Linked DNA regions of Mus musculus: region 1 is linked to region 2. Evidence: chromatin contacts called from public promoter capture Hi-C data. All regions are on one chromosome and are shown on one strand. Each heading gives the region's core, a stretch centred on a gene start, on an enhancer-like site or on the middle of the called end of the contact. The rest is flanking DNA. Distances are from core to core; before and after follow the strand shown. Region 1 holds the start of Smg8 (smg-8 homolog, nonsense mediated mRNA decay factor (C. elegans)). Region 2 holds the start of Myo19 (myosin XIX).

What was found. Promoter capture Hi-C pulls out the DNA fragments that hold promoters and counts their contacts.
Region 1: a promoter capture Hi-C map of pre-B cells shows a contact between it and region 2, with 6 times the contacts expected there. The contact joins the promoter of Smg8 here to the promoter of Myo19 in region 2. A contact is called at or near these places in 2 of 39 promoter capture datasets (cranial neural crest and pre-B cells) and 1 of 115 datasets of contacts at active chromatin or transcription factors (large pre-B cells).

The regions. Positions count from the first base shown.
Region 1 is chr11:87,085,354-87,088,053 of GRCm38.p6, forward strand. It overlaps Smg8 (smg-8 homolog, nonsense mediated mRNA decay factor (C. elegans)), which reads right to left and starts at 1,424. Exons shown (of 4, transcript NM_024262.1): 1 at 1-1,424. The coding sequence starts at 1,400.
Region 2 is chr11:84,878,811-84,881,510 of GRCm38.p6, forward strand. Myo19 (myosin XIX) reads left to right here and starts at 1,360. Exons shown (of 25, transcript NM_025414.4): 1 at 1,360-1,701. It overlaps Pigw (phosphatidylinositol glycan anchor biosynthesis, class W), which reads right to left and starts at 1,475. Exons shown (of 2, transcript NM_001077636.1): 1 at 1,418-1,475.

The DNA.
Region 1 (2,700 bases), core at 174-2,673, 2.2 Mb after region 2:
AAGTCCTCTTCCTTCCCATCGATAGCCACTTCATACAACTTTGCTGCTGCAGAGATCCACTTCTGGTAAGTGGGCAGTTCAAAATGGGAAGGCTGTGGGTTCCTGCCCACACTGTCATCAAAACCTTTTTTGCTTAGGACCAGCTCCACGTGCTGCCACAGGAATTCTCGAAGAGTGAAATCCACTAGCTGGCCTGAAGAACTCGAGGTGCTGCTATCAATGTGGAAGGAGAGCTGTTGGCGGCTGTGCTGTCTCATCGCTTGGTACCGCCTAGGTCCAGAAAGGGGTGCGGGCACCAACAACGATTCTGGGTCTTTCACGGTACAATGGCTCCTAAGCTGGTCCAGCAACATGCCAATTGGGTCCTCCTCCTGGCTTCCGGGGACTATGTACACAAAAGCTTGGTTGGCAGGTACCGTAAAGAGGCAGTTGATACTCTGATTAGTCAAGACTCGACTCTTGCGAAAGATTCTATAGATCTGGTCCTCCAGGGCATGCTGCAGCCTTCTTTTGGGAGAGTGCTTCTTGGGTTTATCTGGATGAGCTGTATCCTGGCTCCGAGGCGGTTCCACCTTAAGGGCCCCATTGAGTTGAAAGAGGAAGAGGAGTCTAGGTGGGCAAGGTCGGCAGTTTAACTTCCAGTCTTTGCCAACTGGGCAATCCTTAATGGCTGTTTTGAGGAGGGGTAGTACTTTCTGTCTCAGTCCATCCAGGGCTCTGAATACACGATCATAAGTGATGTCAAAGGAACACGTCGGATGGACCAGGAGCAAGATATGACAGACAGAGAAGAGGTAAAGGAGGCTGAGACACTGTAACTTCTCCTGATGCTTCCAGAACTCGTGTGTTTCTGCATGAGGTAAAGAGAGGCCCCCTCCGGCTTCACCGCTCTGGAGGGCCCGACAAGCACGCAGAAGCTGTGAGTTGTCACAGATGGAAGTGAGAATAAGATACAGAACTTTGCTTTCCTGATTGTAATAGGCCTGCAAAAGACTGAAGTCCTGGGGACCTGGCTCAGCTCGGTTACCTTCCGCCGTAGCCATACCTCCGCGAAGTGAATCCCCGGCTGCAGCCCCGGGGTCTCCGGCTCCTCCCGCCTCTCCGACAGAGACAGCTTTGGTCTTGATTCCAGTTCCTGGATCTCCAGGATCCTGATGGTGAAAGAGTGGGAAAACCTGTCGATCGCACACAGTATTCACCAGAGAGAACTTCTCGGAGTTGAGGCGCAGAGCCGTCTTGCCGAAGATTCCCACCACGCAGATCTCATCCTCCCTCCACGGGGGCTCGGGCGTGCCAGCCGCGTTTCCCCCGCCTTCAGCGGAGGGGCCTCCAGGACTCTCAGAGCCCAGCCAGGCCGACGCCCCCATGAGCAGCTCGCGCAAGCTGACCGGCCCCGCCATGGCGGAGAAAGAGCTTCCTCTAGCGTTCTTCCGGTCCCTCGCTGATCCCAACCCACCCGGTCCTATTGTGAAATCCCTCCTCCGCCTGTTAGTCCTTGAGTTCCGGGTGTCTGTCCCTCCCCCCAACACTCCCTTCCACCCCTTTGCCTTTTCGTGTCCCTTGCAAGGTCTTAGCGCTACGTTTACTCAACTCGAGTTTAAGATATCGAAAGCTAGATTGGTTGCCGTTTCAGTTTTAAAGAATACGCCAAAACCCACAACAGTTCCAACTGATTCTTCTAACAGCTCAGCGTGGGTGGTTGATCATACTCTCACCTTTTCTGAAGACTGAGGCAGGAGAATTTCTTAATTTCTTTTTCTTTCTTTCTTTCTTTCTTTCTTTCTTTCTTTCTTTCTTTCTTCCTTCCTCCTTCCTCCTTTCCTCCCTCCCTCTCCTCTCTCTCTCCCTCTCCTTCCTTCCTAACTTCCTTCCTTCCTTCCTTCCTTCCTTTCTTCCTTTCCTCCTTTCTCCCCCATGCCCCCATTCTACCTCTTAAATGCTGCGATTAAAAGCATGCACCACTACCACCCAGCAAGGAAGAAGGATTCTTGAGCACAGCAGCTGTGCTAGCCTGATAACATACCAAGACCCTGTCTCCATAAAGAAAAGAAAACAAAAAAGAAAGGACAGGAGGGAGGAGCGAGAGCACCAAACACATTGTTGCACTTCTGTGATTCCAACATTCAGATATTGCTCTTACAGAGAAAAGGAGCTCTTGTTTTGCAGCACCCATGGCCTGCAAAACACACACACACACACACACACACACACACACACACACACACACTCCAAAATTAATCTTTAAGAAATAGAAGACGTGGAGGTGGAGAGCTACGTGTCTAGTATGCAGGAAGTCCTGTGTTCTATCCTCAGCACCAGTATAAACTGGGTATAGTGGCCCATGCTGCAAACCCAGCACTTGGGAGGTGCCAGAATGATTAGAAGTTCAAGATCATCCTGAGCTATGTCTCAAATTCAATGCCAGTCTGAACTGTAAGAAAACTGTAAGTCGTGGTGGCACGCTCCTTTAATCCCAGCACTCCGGAGGCAGAGGCAGGCGGATTTCTGAGTTCAAGGCCAACCTGGTCTACAGGACAGCCAGAGCTACACAGAGAAACTCTGTCTCGAAAAACCAAAAAATAAAAAAATCTGTTTCAAAACAAAAAGATAAACATCAACAAAAGAATTGTAGAAAATTCTAGGGAGGCAGAGGCAGGTGGATCTCTGAACTGAATTTGAGGCCAGCCTGGCCAACAGACT
Region 2 (2,700 bases), core at 110-2,609:
ATGGACAGAACTGTCCTGACTCTCCTAGAACCTAAGATTATAGGAAGAAGTCAACAGTGACACACGAAAAGTATGAAAGTTCTAGTACACAGTTTTATCTTCAATATAAGGCAAATTCAAAACAAAAGTTGCTTAGCTCCCAAACAACTGTGTCTTGTTTTTGTTTGTTTCCTTGAGACAGTTTCTCTGTGTAGCCCTGGCTGTCCTGGAACTGTTTTGCATACCAGACTGGTCTCAAATTCAGGCCTCTGCCATGAGAGTGCTGGGATTAAAATCATCACTGCCCAGCTCTTTTTGTTTGTTGGGTTTTGACAGTGTCTGGCCATGTATCCTGAAACTTAATATGTAGATCAGTCTGGCCTTGAACTCACAGAGATCCACCTACCTCCCCGATCCCCTGCAATACCTAAAGGCATGTGCTACCACTGGCTGCCCTTCCAGAGGTCCTGAGTTCTGTTCCCAGCAACCATGTGGTAGCTCACAACCATCTATAACGAGATCTGGTGCCTTCTTCTGGCATGCAGGCAGAACACTGTATACATAATGAATAAGTCTAAAAACCACCACCACCACCAACAAACCATGTGTGTGGGGGGGGGGGGGGACGACTTCAGGGAGAGAGAGAAGTTGTAAATGTATTTTAGAGTTAGGGCCCTTGGTTTCAACATTGGGTACATAAAGAATGCATGAGCCTCGGGTTGCTCTTTTCCTATTTTACACACAGCCATATTTTCAGATTAAGAAGCAGGTGGACAGAATGGATGCACAGTGCATACCAGCGCCAGTGGCTTCTTTTTAATGCAACCTAAAACCTGTCACATTTTAATGTCTGAAAAGTTGCACCCTGAGAGAACACATCCGACAGTCAGATGTGAATTGATGTCCCTGACAATACACCAGCACCTCACCGTAAGTGGCCCTGCTCTTTTGGCCTTTTAAGTTTTTTTCCTGGCAGACCTGGCCACAACCACGCCCTGCCCACGACTGAGGGTCTCCGGCGTGGACAGAACAGGCTCCCACCGCAAACTGCGGGCACCCTCCGCTTCCGCCTCGCGAGCCGCGCTTCCGGCCGTCGCGGCTCAGCCTGTTCTTCCGGGACCGCAGATTCCGCGCGCCCCCGCCGGGGATGGCAACAGTCCGCACCCCGCCGAACTCCCCACGCCCTTCAGGGTCTTGAGCTGGGTTGGGCCGGGTGCTCTCCAGACCTAGCCGCGCGGCGGGTCCGTGGGAGGGGCGTCTCCCCTCCGCCCCAGGGCGAGGCGGGTTAGGTAGAGGGTCCCCGGAGCCCGCGTCAGCCTCGGGCACCGCGACCTGCAGCAGAGCAGCGCAAGGGCTCTCGGGAACCGCACTTTCCCACCCAGAACTCGGGAGGCCACGGAAACGCCACACCTCACACCCCGGACTCAATAGACCTCACCTCGCGAACAGCCCGCTAGCCGGAGCCGGCGGCCTGGGACGGGCCACGTGCGTCCCGCGCCGCGTGTGCACGCCCCGCCCCTGGGGAGGAGCCGGCGGGCTCCGGGCCATCGAGCCGCGGTTGCAGTGCTCCGCCAGGCGGCCTGGAGCTCCCGGCTTTCTCTCCCGGCCGCTCCCGCGCTCTCTCTCCTCCACGGGCTCTTCCCGCTGCCTCACCCTGCCCACCCGCCCTTCCAATCGGCCTGGGCTGGGACTACCACGCTGGGCGCCCGGGCCGTGGGACCGGTGAGTGCCACTCTCCACCTAGATCCAAAATCCCACACCGCCTGAGGAGGTAGGGAGGTCGGTGAGTCGCTCAGCTAAAACAGAAGGAGGCGTCTCACTTTCTAATTCAGCATTTCTCTTTTTACCCTCTTATGACCAAGGAGGAGGTAACACACAGCTCGTGGCTTTTGCCCAGGGCAAGGACCTTCACGGTCACTTTTCAGCTTGCCAGCAGGGGGCCGGAAAGGGGGTGTTTCTGGCTGACCGAGGCTGGACGTCTCTTTCCTTGTTCTACCCAGGGACGGCGGGAGAGACTTAAGGAAACTGCGCCCTTGACTAGGGTCATAGCCACCTTCCCAGAAAGGACGCGTTCTCTCAGTACCAGGTGCTTCCGGAGTGGTATCCCGGCCCTGGGCACCTTGGGCACGCTGCCAGTGCTGGAAGTGCTGGATCCGTCCAGGAATCTGGAGCAAAGCAGGCTGAGCCCCCATCCTCACCCCCCAGGACCCAGCTCTTTTCCTTATAGCCCTCCTTCTGTACTTCTTACAAAAAGAAATCCGAAGCAGAGGCGGAGAGGGTGGCAATCTGGTTACCACTTGCCTTGACTTGGTTGGTCCTTCACATACTCATTACTCTCCTCTGCCTACTGTGGTCACACCCTTTCCAGAAATTCTTGGTGGTAACCACGAAGAGGAGGGAGCAGGAGAACTGGAGAAAACTGCTTTGATCTGATTTGACTTCAACCAGGAGCTGACGCTGCAAAGTAATAACCAGCATTTACCAAGCTCTCTCGCAGGTCTCGCCCGTACGAGCCATAATTTTGCGCTTTGTGGTATGGTATTATACCATTGGCAATTGTATAAAAATGAGGCTTAGCTCCTGTAATATATTCTAAGAAGGTTGTGAGCTTTGGATTCTAACTTAAATGCGCTGTTGTGGTCTCCTGACTGGCCTCCCTCTCAAGATCAGCTTCCAGTTGAGTCTCCAGAGACCCTTGGGTGATGGGGTACAGTGTACACA